2 separate regions of the Mus musculus genome follow, and region 1 is linked to region 2. Evidence: chromatin contacts called from public Micro-C data. All regions are on one chromosome and are shown on one strand. The core of a region is the stretch at or near the end of the contact, and the rest is flanking DNA. Distances in the headings are between cores, read along the strand shown.

Evidence for each region. Hi-C and Micro-C count contacts between places; a contact is called where the count stands out from the background.
Region 1: a Micro-C map of muscle stem cells shows a contact between it and region 2, with 4 times the contacts expected there. The contact joins two enhancer-like sites. A contact is called at or near these places in 5 of 484 Hi-C or Micro-C datasets (the N1E-115 cell line, bone marrow-derived macrophages, embryonic retina and 2 more), 1 of 115 datasets of contacts at active chromatin or transcription factors (astrocytes) and 1 of 9 other capture datasets (embryonic stem cells).

The regions. Positions count from the first base shown.
Region 1 is chr2:28,334,784-28,340,572 of GRCm38.p6, forward strand. All of the region lies in intron 2 of Gm13373 (a long non-coding RNA gene), which reads right to left. Among named protein-coding and RNA genes, the nearest start is that of Gm13373, 67 kb to the right of the region's middle. Within about 2 kb of position 2,463, at least 9 of the 459 cell types and tissues checked have an H3K27ac peak or open chromatin away from gene starts, as enhancers often do. A contact at or near this core is called in muscle stem cells, where this site is marked.
Region 2 is chr2:28,224,840-28,231,114 of GRCm38.p6, forward strand. Olfm1 (olfactomedin 1) reads left to right here. Exons shown (of 6, transcript NM_019498.2): 6 at 4,215-5,897. The coding sequence ends at 4,889. Among named protein-coding and RNA genes, the nearest start is that of Olfm1, 22 kb to the left of the region's middle. Within about 2 kb of position 3,267, at least 21 of the 459 cell types and tissues checked have an H3K27ac peak or open chromatin away from gene starts, as enhancers often do. A contact at or near this core is called in muscle stem cells, where this site is marked.

The sequences.
Region 1 (5,789 bases), core at 1,213-3,712, 110 kb after region 2:
GCTGAGTTTCATACTGAGTTGAACCTAATCCTATTTAGGCTTACGAAGGACCAGGAAGACCCGGTGGCCATGTTGGAGTGTCTACTGTCAGCATCATTACATGTTGGTGAGCAGTGTGCAGAGGCTTTCCAAAGACTCTGTTGGTGGACAGCTGGACATAAGCAAGAACAGCTCAGCAAGCCTGTGAGAGCAGTGACCAGCTCGTGCCTCTGGGCAGGCATCCATAAGTGTCCATGGGTTGGCCCTGCCTGGGCCTCAAGAGGATTGGGTCACTAATGGGGAGCAGCATAAGCCAGGTGCTATGTTCCGGACAAGGCGGGGATTCTAAGAACCATACGCTGTGTTCAGTTCTAACTTTGTCGCTCACTGAACTGTAGCACAGCAAAAGTGGCTAGTCACAAGCCATACCTTAAAGTTTTGAGAACTAATTGGTCTTTGAAGGGAGGGAGGACCAGTTGATTTGCAGCCCATTCTCAGGCCTTTCCCCTGTCGCTCTTCAAGTCATTCGCAAAGTAGCCTCACCCAAGTCCAACTCCTGCGGCCCTGGAAGGGAGGTGACCATGACAGGCACAGCAGGGCCACCTGCCACAGCTTCCATTCTGCTAAACAGCCCCCTGGAGCCTGGAGACCCTAGAAAGATTATGCTGATACTGGCTTTCTGAGCATCCAGGGCTGGAGGAGAGGAGGTTGCCATGGAAACAGCATCTGGTCTATTCACTGGAGTTTTAGAGGCCAGCAAACAGATAACAAAATACAGCGGAGCCCAAATGTAGTGCCTCCTTCGCTTACCGTGATGAGCTGTGTGTGAGGCTGCCGGGTGGTTGGAGGGGAGGTGTTAGAACTCACAGCAACCATCCACTTAGGATTTGTTTACGGCTGCTTGACACTCAACTCACTCAGTTGGGTTTTGACTGTTTTATTGCCAAAAGGCAACATCAGACACTTGGCAGCAGGACAAACAGAACAGCAAAGCCAGGCACCAACACTTCCATACCCCAAAAGACCTCAGGCGGGGTGGGGTAGCTTTTGGCTCCCAGAGCTCTGAGTCTGTAATGAAGAAGGAAGTATTCCCCTTCCCTTCAGACTCCCCATCTTGTATAGAGTTCCTTAGGCAAGTCCTGAGTCTACAACCCTGGTTGAACACCATAGAGGAAGATCCAAAATATAAATACAGTCACATGTGACATGCATACCTAGTATGTGTGCACGCACACACACACACACACACACACACACACACACGTTTGTTCATAAGCACTCAGCTCAGCCCTCCCCTTTGAGCCACTCTCTCTGTGACTGATATCCAGCGTGGGAACTGAAACATACAACCTCAAAAGAGAGAGAGAGAGAGAGGGAGAGGGAGAGGGAGAGGGAGAGGGAGAGGGGGAGAGAGAGAGAGAGAGAGAGAGAGAGAGAGAGAGAGAGAGAGAGAGAGAGAGAGAGGCCAGCTGCTTCAGTGGTGAAGAACGCTTAAAATATAGAGGTGGGGGCTAAATCATCACTGAAGCAGAACCCCTCTCTGAGATAAATCCTAGGTAGGCTTCCTGGAAGAAGAGACATCAAGCTGAACTCTGCCAATGCCTCAGCCTTGTCAAGATGGAATATCAGGGCCCAGTCCAAGGACCTCACTGATACTCAGTGACCACCAAAGGGCACACGGATGGCACTGTGGAAATATAGACAGGGCCACAGGTATACACACACACAGCTGTTATAGAGTCATTGCCTGGGTGCCAGGGAGTCCCATTTCTGATGCCCAGTTAACAACATCAGACCTGTCTGGCAGCAGACCCACAAGCAGCTGGGAGGTGTCTTGCTGTCCCTGGCTTGGGTGTACAGGACAGAGACTCGAGTTGATTTTCTCGGCGGGGCCACTACCCACTAGGCTGCACCCTCTGGCAGCTGCTTGGCAGGCCACAGAACATCTACAGAGCAGAGGGACTGAGGCCTCAGACGAGCATTTGCTTATCCCACTGTGTGGTTCCTGTGACCTGGAAGAGACAGATGCCTGTGGCCAGACTCATTCTCAACTGATTCAGCCACTGATTTGCTACTCGGTCCTCTTTCCTGTGTGAACTATGCAGTTGGAATGAGGCAGAATCCAGGGGTCACCTGTCCCATCTGCTTGCCAGGACTACCCAAGACCTCAGGCTACAGTTCATCACAAACAGATTCGGGGGTCTCAGGACAGAGGGTGCACAAAATAGGTCCTGCTCTCAGGCGACAACCAACATCAGCAGCAAAGGCATGCCCTCCAGAGCTGTTTACCTCCCTCTAATTGGGACTAATTTATCGGCTCCGAAAGAGATGGGAAATGATGACGGTGTGGAACAACGGCCTCATCAAGGCTGCGTTGCTGTATTTAATTTGAAATTAAAGTGTTTGTCATTCGAGGGAGGGTGTGAGCCTCATGAAAGATGGATTGTTCTGCATGAGGCGGCTGGTAGCTTGCTATGTGATGGGTACTCACTGAGAATGGAGCCGACTGACCAGCACACTCGGGCCTATGAAAAGAAGCAAGCCCTGTTCTGCATGCAGATTCCCACCTCACATTTCAGTGAACAGAAGTGCAAAGTTTGCTCGGTCCAGACCCCCACAGGGATAGCTGAGCAAGGTGTAGGAAGCCCACAGGGTCTGGAGATGCCTGGACCAAGGACATCCTGCCTGGCCAGCATCTGAGTGACTTGTCAGACACAGCCCTAGGTGCACTTACCCTCCTTCACCAATGGAAAAGCAGGAGAAAAAAAAAAAAAGCAGAGAGGTGCTGAGAAAGCATGTGACCTTCAGAGCTGGCTGACAAAGTTGGGATGTCCATTTTAGCAGCATCGGCGTGTAATCCCAGAAGGCTCTTCTAAGAAGGGCTTGAGGAAGTACATTAACTGTCAGCCCCAGAGGAACCCTGGCCAGCCAAGGAGACCTCAGCAAGCATAGCTTGTGGCCAGGAAGGATGCCCAGCCCCAGCGTCCACTAACAAGCAGGCTGTAAGCACAGACAACCTGGGACTGTGTTGTGAAACAGCATGAAGAGTCCACTGGCCACCTCTTTTGATTATCTTTCCCTTCCTGGGCCACAGAGATGATGGGGCAGGGGGTGGGGAGCGGGGTTGAGTGCTTGCTACTCTTCAGAGAACTCAAGTTCGGCTTCCAGTGCCCACATTGAACAGCTCACAACTCCCTGGCACTCCAGTTACAAGGGTTCTGATACCCTCTTTTGGCCTCCACAGGAATCCGCACACATGTAACACACACTCACATGTATGCTTTTACAATTTTTAAAATTATACTTCCTAAATTTTCAGAGCATGGACACTTGAGGGTGAGAGAAATTAAAATTACCCTGGGCACACACCTGTTCTCTGTCATGTGCGCATATACAGAAAGAGGAGGGGTGCACTCTCTTTTACAAAGCCAGGGCTTCCCATAGATGGGTTCTAGCCCCAGAGCCCCCTAAGGTGTGACTACCCAGCACTGCTTCCAAGGTTGCTCCCCCTGGTTGGAAGCCGTCGACCTGGAGACAGCTAGCATGTGAGATCATTCATTCCAAACTCAGGGTAAGTCTGCTCTGAGCACTGGCGAGGCCCCTCAGAGCACAGGCAGATTGTGGGTCCAGGCCATGTGTGGCAACAATGTGTGGCCCACGCAGGGGACATTTTGTCTTCCAAAGCTCGGTGTTGTCATTTCAACTGGGGACCAAAGTGGTTTCCTTTCTGATGATGCTGTTGAAAGGCCTTCACACAGAGCACAGGGTCAAGAATTCAGAGCCTGGACAATCAGTGCCACTTTACCCAAAACGGCACCTGACTTAACCCCTAAAGAGTGCACATGCCCAGATATGGGCTCTGTTACCAGGTTTCAGCCTAAATGAGCTGAAATGAGGGGATTGGTCCTGCTTTGTATCACAGGAATTTACTCAAAAGGCCATTGCTGCAGGGAAAGGGAGCGCAAGATAGTCAAGAGCACTTGCTGTTCTTGCAGAGGACCCTGGTTTGGTTCTTAGCATCCACATGGGGACTCACAACTATCTGCAGTGAACGTGCATACATGCAGGCAAAGCACATACATATAAATAAATGTAATATTTTATACTATGTTTAAGATTTCGAAAAAAAATTCTAGTAATTCTCTCACTGTATATTGTTGAAATCCCCAGGCCTACAGATAGCCCATAGCAGGTTGGGTGGGAGGTGTAAGACTTCACCAGTCCAGGGCCACTCCTTCCAATGTTTTCCTATACCTACTGTGCTCCTTGTTTGTCTGGCCTTCTGAATAAACACACACTCCAAGCTCCATGATGATGGCAAGCTGCCTCCTAAGGTAGATGGATAGAGGAATGGATGAGTGGATTAAAATGGATAATGGGAGGGTGGTGGATGAATGATGAATTAAAATATACAAGTTGGTGGAAAGATGGATGGATGGATGGATGGATGGATGGATGGATGGATGGATAAGTGAATGGTTGGATGGGTAGATGGCTGAGTGGATGGATGGATGGATGGATGGATGGATGGATAGATGGATAAGTGAATGATTGGATGGGTAGATGGATGAGTGGATGGATGGATGGATGGATGGATGGATGGATGGATGGATGGATGGATAAGTGAATGGTTGGATGGGTAGATGGATGGATGGATGGATGGATGGATGGATGGATGGATGGATGGATAAGTGAATGGTTGGATGGGTAGATGGATGAGTGGATGGATGGATGGATGAATGGATGGATGGATGGATGATAAATGCATGGCAGGTGGATAGTGGATAAATGAATGGCAGGTAGATGGTGGCTGATGAAAAGTTGGGATGGATGGTCTTTGAATGGAAATAATGGATGATGGACAAATATTGGATGGGTGGGTGGGTGGATGGATGGATAGAAAATTGGATGGATGATGGTTAAATGAATGACAGGTAGATAGTGAGTAGATGAAAAGTAAATGAATGACAGATGGATACATGGATGGATGGGTAGATGGATGAATGAATACATGGATGTTTGGATGGGTGGATGGATGGATGTTTGGACAGATTGATGGATGGACAGATGTTTGAATGGATAGATGGATGGATGGATGGAAATCTGGTAGATGGATGATGGAGAGGTGCTTCCCATATACCATTTCATACAGCAGTCCTACTGGTCCCACCTTGGAAGTAGGACTGCATTTGGGGAAGATTCTCTAATACAGTAGAGAACATGGCGCATAGGGGAGTGCCCATGATGTACCACCACCCAAGAATGAGGTACTGCAGTGGAGCCCAGCAGGTACTCTAGAGGGTAAGATCACAATGGCCTCCTTGCCAGAGACCACTGGAACATTTCCTCACTAGCCTGAGACTGAAACCAACTCTGAGCCTCAGGTCTGGCCAAGAGAAACTCATATAGACACTATTCAAAGGAGTGCAAACAGACACTGTGACAGGGTAACTCTGACACAGGAGAGCACCGTGTGCAGGTATCAGTGTTTTAGATGGGGTGACAAGGAAGAGAAAGAAGGACTCAATTGAGGTGGAGAAGAGAAGAGGGCAAAGGCCTGCTCTAATGGATGCCACAGGCAGCTTGTCTGTCCTGCTACCCAACCAGGTCTGTTTCCCTTAAACTGGGTGACAAAGGCCTGTCCATGAGATGATCATATTTCAGGGCAAGGGCTCTCACAAGCTCAAGAGGTGTTCTTCTGAGTCACAGAGGACACACGTCTACAGTTGGAAGCCTGTTTTAGTAAGGTTTAGGAAAGGGATGTGTACTGGCTAGTTTTGTGTGTCAACTTGACACAGCTGGAGTTATCA
Region 2 (6,275 bases), core at 2,017-4,516:
TGACATTACATATGTGTGCCTCAGTGTCTAGGATATAAGGCATAGCAAGGGTGTAGGCTCACAAACTTGTCAGGACACCCATGGGTGCTGTGACAATTAAGTATCTATTTTCTGCTTCGTGACTGCCTTCCGGCAGAGGAGGCTCTGGTGGCAGGCAGTGGCTAGAAGGAGGAGGGGACTTCATGAGGGCTGACAGCAGGGAAGCAGCTGGATGCTGGCTGGCAGCAGGCACACAGTATTGGGTGCTGCTCTGGGCATGTTGGGCTCTAAGCACTCTGAACCACGTGCTCCCGGCCTGCTAAGTGACATGTCGCCTTGTTCAACCATTGATCAACACCAGCAGTGTTTGTTTTGCTTGCTTTCTTCCAATCTCCCATTTACTTTTGATCACATACACACGGGAGACCAATAACTCGCCACACACATGCAAAGAAAAAAGAGAAAGAAAGAGAAATTGATGTTGGCTTTAGAGCAGGCCCCCGTGGAGGGTGGGGTGAAATGGAGGGGAGGACTGCATGGGACCCAGGAGAAGACCTCAGGAAGCTGCAGAGCCCCACATCAGTGTGTGTACTGAGGGCCTCGTGCTGAGCCAGCTCAGTCCCCACTGCCTCTGTGTAAACTGTTAGAGCAAAATGAGCTTGGGACACCTTTGCATGGGCTCCCCTCTAACAAACACCAACTATGTAACGTGCTATGCAAAGGAACCTTACTCAGCAGTGAGCCACAGACCCTCAGTCCCCAACATTAGAAGTGGGTGCGAGCTGTATTTCTTGTGTGCGGGATGCATGAGTCCCTACCTCTCTACCACACCTCCAGGTCCCTAGAGTTCCAGAGATCTCCTTCTGGATTCTCAGGCTCACAGTCTGCTTGGACTGAGACACTCTGACAGAGTTGTGTCCCACCCACCTCCCTTTCTGCTTCCAACTGGCTTGCCACCTCAGGAGTCCAGTATAGCTTACACAAGACATCAGAGAGGGGGCTTGTACCCACTGCCCCAGGAGGCTCATGTTCAAAAGGGTGGCATATTCCTCAAACCCTCACTTAGCTCTGTGCGCAAAGGCTCTTTCCTCTCATCTAAACAGCATCAAAACCAGCAGATGATCCTTAGAACAGAGGGTGGAATTATCCAGAATGCTTTAGATTACACAGATCTACTGGTGCCTGCAGCTCTGTCTGCTGGCAGCTCAGACATCCTTTCTAATCCTTTCTCAGTGGGAGTAGGGACTGGGACATTCCTGGGGTGTCTGGCATCCCGCCACTTCCTCCCAGCCTCCCACTGGGGTTCTCTCCACCCCTTCACTAACTGCTCCCTTTAAAACATGGTTTCCAAGGCTGAATTCCTTGATGCTAGCGGTTTCAGGAGGACACTTGTCAGATGCTTGCCAAGCCAGAGAGAAGAGCAAAACTAAAGCCCTGTTAGCAAGACGGTCCCTTAAATAGCATCACCCAACACCTTCACTGCACCATAAGATGCTGTGTAGAGCCCTGGCAGCTCTGTCCTGGTCCCCCTCCCAGCTGAAAAGGAACTAAACTTGGTTAGGTGGCCTCCATTTTCATGTCTGAACATGGGGCGACTTAAAGCAGAGCTATAATGTGTACAGAAGAGCTCAGGGAGCCCCGCAAAGCCTCGGGGACCTCCAAGCAGGCAAGCCCTTGACATCCATCAAAGGAGAGAATGAGGTAAGACAGATGCAAAGTGAGCAAGTTCATTCTGAGGCAGAAAAATAAGAGTCATGCAGAATCAAGCACAGATGTTAGAAGGATGCTCCTGTGTACCTGGGCACCAGCTACAGATGTGATGTGGGGACTTAGAAACTACTAAATCTATTAACTAAGTTTTGACGTTAGTATATGTCGACCTACAGCTTTTTCTTGGCCATAGAGTTCATTCCCTGACAAGCAGACTTTTTACAGGTCCGCTCTGCAGCCTGAGAAGGGTAATATGAGAGCAAAGGCATGGATCAAAGGCATGGAGCAAAGGCTCAGACATCGGTCACAGTGGAGTTAGATTTGAGGCGTGTTCACGAGCCATTTTAACAGTCTCACTTGTGAACTTACTTAGAAAAAGAAGTGTGTATATCTCTTTTTTAAGGTGGTCTGGTCAGTTATGCCAAAATTCTCAGGGTCAGCTACTGAGAGACAGAAATCAGGACCAGAAGAGTGAAGGTGGGGTAGCTCTTTGCCCACTGGTCCCCTCTATTCCTAAGCAGCTGTCCTGCATCAAAGGCAGCTCCACTGGCGCGTAGGCTCCTCTGACGACACTTGTGTCCTCTAAATAAAGCCAAATGGTGTAGGTACCCTGACACCCTCCACTCTGCCCTTCACCTTTAGCCGAGCATCCTTGAGTCTAGTTGGAAAGAACCATTAATCCTTCTAGAGGACATGAGAGCCATGTCTCTGGGAGCCAGCAACTGCCTCTGGAGTCACTTCCAAGAGACAACACTAGCCTTGAAAAGGACAGAAAACAAAGGCATTTCAGAGCGGAGCTCACAACACTGAGGGGAAGAGCAGCCCTTTGGAAATGGGGCTTCTCCCCATGAGGCTCTAGGCTTTAAGCCATGTGGCTCTCTTCTGTAGAATGGCCCATGTCTCAAGCAGCCTCCATAGCCTGTAGTTGAATATTTGGCCTCTGGAGCCTACTTCCTTAATGTAACCCAGTCTGTGTCTTCAGAAAGCAATTGGGTCCTGTGACTGATTTGCCAGTATATGGAGAAGAGACCACTTAAAAATCCTTAGAAATTGGATACTGGTATCATCTTGTTATACACTAGACCGAAGAAACACAGAAACCAATCACTAGCTTCCTGCTGTGGAGAGCCCATTCCAAAGCACAAAGGAGGGGCTTGCTTCACAGGTGGACAGGGAGGGCTGTAGAGGGAGGTTAAAGCAGAGGCTGCAGAGAGATAGAGAACTCTCCATCCTAGGAGGCAGCCCAGTGAGGGAGTAGGGGGTGGGTAGCTTTGCCCCGAGAGACCTAGGGGTTGATATCTCCATTTTAATCCATGACCCATATTGTTGAGGGATGGACTCAGGATAGCAACAGCCTCAGACAGAGACGCTGTTGTTGCTGTCGGTGTTTTTAATCTCATTAGAAACCAAAGGCACATCTGCCTCCCGGCATCTGATCAGATGTCTCAGGAACCAAGCTTGGGAGCTGCTGCCACAGCCCTAATCCCTGCCCAGCTTTCCCAGCTCTCTGTGGATAAAGCAGCTGTCTTAAAGCCTGGCAGCAGAGCGTGCTGCCAGGTCTCTCTCCTAACCCTGCCCCCTTCTCAGCTGCTCCAAAATTGCTTCAAGATTACTAAAGGTTTTTGTTCCGAGTCTAGATAGTTCTCGGGTTAACTGGCATGCAAGCAGTCATCAGAAATCACTTTCTTTGTAACCCTTCAAACTCAGGTCGAGGCTGAGTTTGTTACTTGGGTGATTTCCATGGCTGGGAGACCCACAGTCCAGTCTGAGACTTGCTTTCCCCAGATTAGGGAATGAACGAACCATTGCCCCCTACAGCAAACCAAAGCCCTGGTTAGTTACCTTCCCCTGCTCATACTTGGTTCTCTCTCTCTCTCTCTCTCTCTCTCTCTCTCTCTCTCTCTCTCTCTCTCTCTCTCTCTCTCACACACACACACACACACACACACACCAGCAGACAGAGACAGTGACTCAGACTGTACATCAGTAACAGCTGGTGAAATGGAGAGGACTCACTCACAGCGTGCCATCCGCACACTGGAAGATGGCCCTTCCCAGTCACCTTGAGAGACAGTTGTCCTTGCAGACAGAAGCTCCCCAGTGTGTGAGCATCTACCTAGCAGCTGTACTCTCTGCAACACTGATTCTAGCATCGAGTCCCCGAGTTGATGACACTCCTTTCTCTCAATCCCTTGGCCAAGATCCAACAGTGAGCAAAAAGACATGGCCATTGTCCTATAACATGGTGCTATCCTAAGTAGTGAGGGCTCCATCTGGGGACCTGGTAGGGTTTCCCATACTACCCACTGTTGTATATTACATAGACTGGCTGTGGACTGTGTATGTAGGAGAGCCCTAACTGTCTGTGGCCACATCTGTCCCTCCACTGTGTCCCACTCTTCCCAGGGGTAGGAAAATAGGCCTGAGTGGAGACTAGGGGCAGTCTAGCGTTCCTGAAGGTAGGACAGGATGCTCTATGTCTTCAACTTGCAGCGGGACATTAACCATGTCTGCTCTCCCCACAGGTCTGGTACATGGATGGTTATCACAACAACCGCTTCGTCCGTGAGTACAAGTCCATGGTGGACTTCATGAACACGGACAACTTTACCTCTCACCGTCTCCCACACCCCTGGTCAGGTACGGGCCAGGTGGTCTACAATGGCTCCATCTATTTCAACAAATTCCAGAGTCACATTATCATTAGGTTTGACCTGAAGACAGAGACGATTCTGAAGACGCGCAGCCTGGACTATGCTGGCTACAACAATATGTATCACTATGCCTGGGGCGGCCACTCAGACATCGACCTCATGGTGGACGAGAATGGGCTCTGGGCTGTCTATGCCACAAACCAGAACGCAGGCAACATTGTCATCAGCAAGCTGGATCCTGTCTCACTGCAGATCCTCCAGACCTGGAACACCAGCTACCCCAAGCGCAGTGCCGGTGAGGCCTTCATCATCTGCGGCACCCTCTATGTCACCAACGGTTACTCGGGGGGCACCAAGGTCCACTATGCCTACCAAACCAACGCCTCGACCTACGAGTACATTGACATCCCCTTCCAGAACAAATACTCTCACATCTCCATGCTGGACTACAACCCTAAAGACCGCGCGCTGTACGCCTGGAACAATGGCCATCAGACCCTCTATAATGTCACCCTCTTCCATGTCATCCGCTCCGATGAGTTGTAGCTCCCACTTTTCCAGAAGCCAAGGGTCCAAGTCCTCACCCCGAGGACATTTCCATGAAACAGCTGCCAAATGATTCCAAGAATACTAACAGTCCTGATTTTGAGAAATCAGCGCAATTTTGACGCCGAGAGATGGTGTCCTCTCTGTGTTCCTCCTACTCCTGCAGGTGGGCCGCAGATTTCAGAAGAAACCGCCATGTATGTGGATGGAACTGCAGCCCAAGGCTCCTTGGCTGTCCCCATCCCACCCCATCCCTCTCTGGTCCAATAACTCAAAGAAGCAAGGCGATGACTGTTGGCCCCTCTCACCCAAGAACAACCCACTGTTAGGATTGCATGGACATTTCCTTAGGTTGTGCCCAGCGAGATGATGTGATGGCCATTCTCCCCAACCAGCTCCCCCAGCCCCCGAGGCACTCGCTCAGTGTAGGCTGCTTCAGCCCACACATATCGCAGCTGCCTTTTTCTTGACCGTGTTGTTGTCTCTTAGATTAACTGTGCTGAGACTCCCGGTAGCTCATGGACCTGTGTCTAGTACTTTCCCGAAGCGATGGTGGGTGTGCGTAGGTGAAGTTGCTGTACCCACGTTGTTGAACTTGCGTACCCTGTAGCTAGATCGTGAGGTGTCCGTCTGTTATCCCCCAAGGTGGTAACTCCGTGTGTTCAATTTATGCAATGAATGTTGTCATGCAATGCTGTAGTTTGGATTGATAAGTGGATGGTTTCTGTTTCTAAAAAGAAAAAAAAAATCAGTGTTCGCCCTTATAGGAGACATAGTCAAGTTCATGTTGATAATAACCCAGTGGAACTCTTATCTTGTCAAGGTATCTGAATTGTGTAACCATGGATGGGAAGGACGCATCGTGGGAAACTTCCGTTTCCTACAGGAAGGAACTCCCCAAGGGCAGCCATGTGTGGAAAGATCATTTTTTAAAGAAATAAATAAGTCAAAGAGGGCAACTTTGTACTGTTCAGTTATCTAAGGAACAATAAAGATATTAGGAGATAACCTCGATTTGCTTATTGTCTGTGGCAAGAGGGACATATGTGATGGGCAACCCTGGATGTCGTAGCTACCCTCTAAGTCATGAGAACTCAGAAGGGAAAGAGGACAGTGGATTATGACCTCCTACTTCCCAAAGCCAAAAAGTGCTTGGCATTCCCCCGACCTAGGGCTGCCCCAGAGACCCCACCCTTAATTCCTTCACCCCCTTCTCTGACTCTTCTTCCCTGGAGCAGGTACCCACCCATGTCAGACAGCTCTGGCGCCATTGGTATATGTCAGCCGAGACCTCACTGATGCTGATAAGACCATGATGGTGAACCCACCCCACTTCCAACCCAGCCTTTCGCCAAGGGCTGCCACAGACCTAGGGAGGAGGTGCCC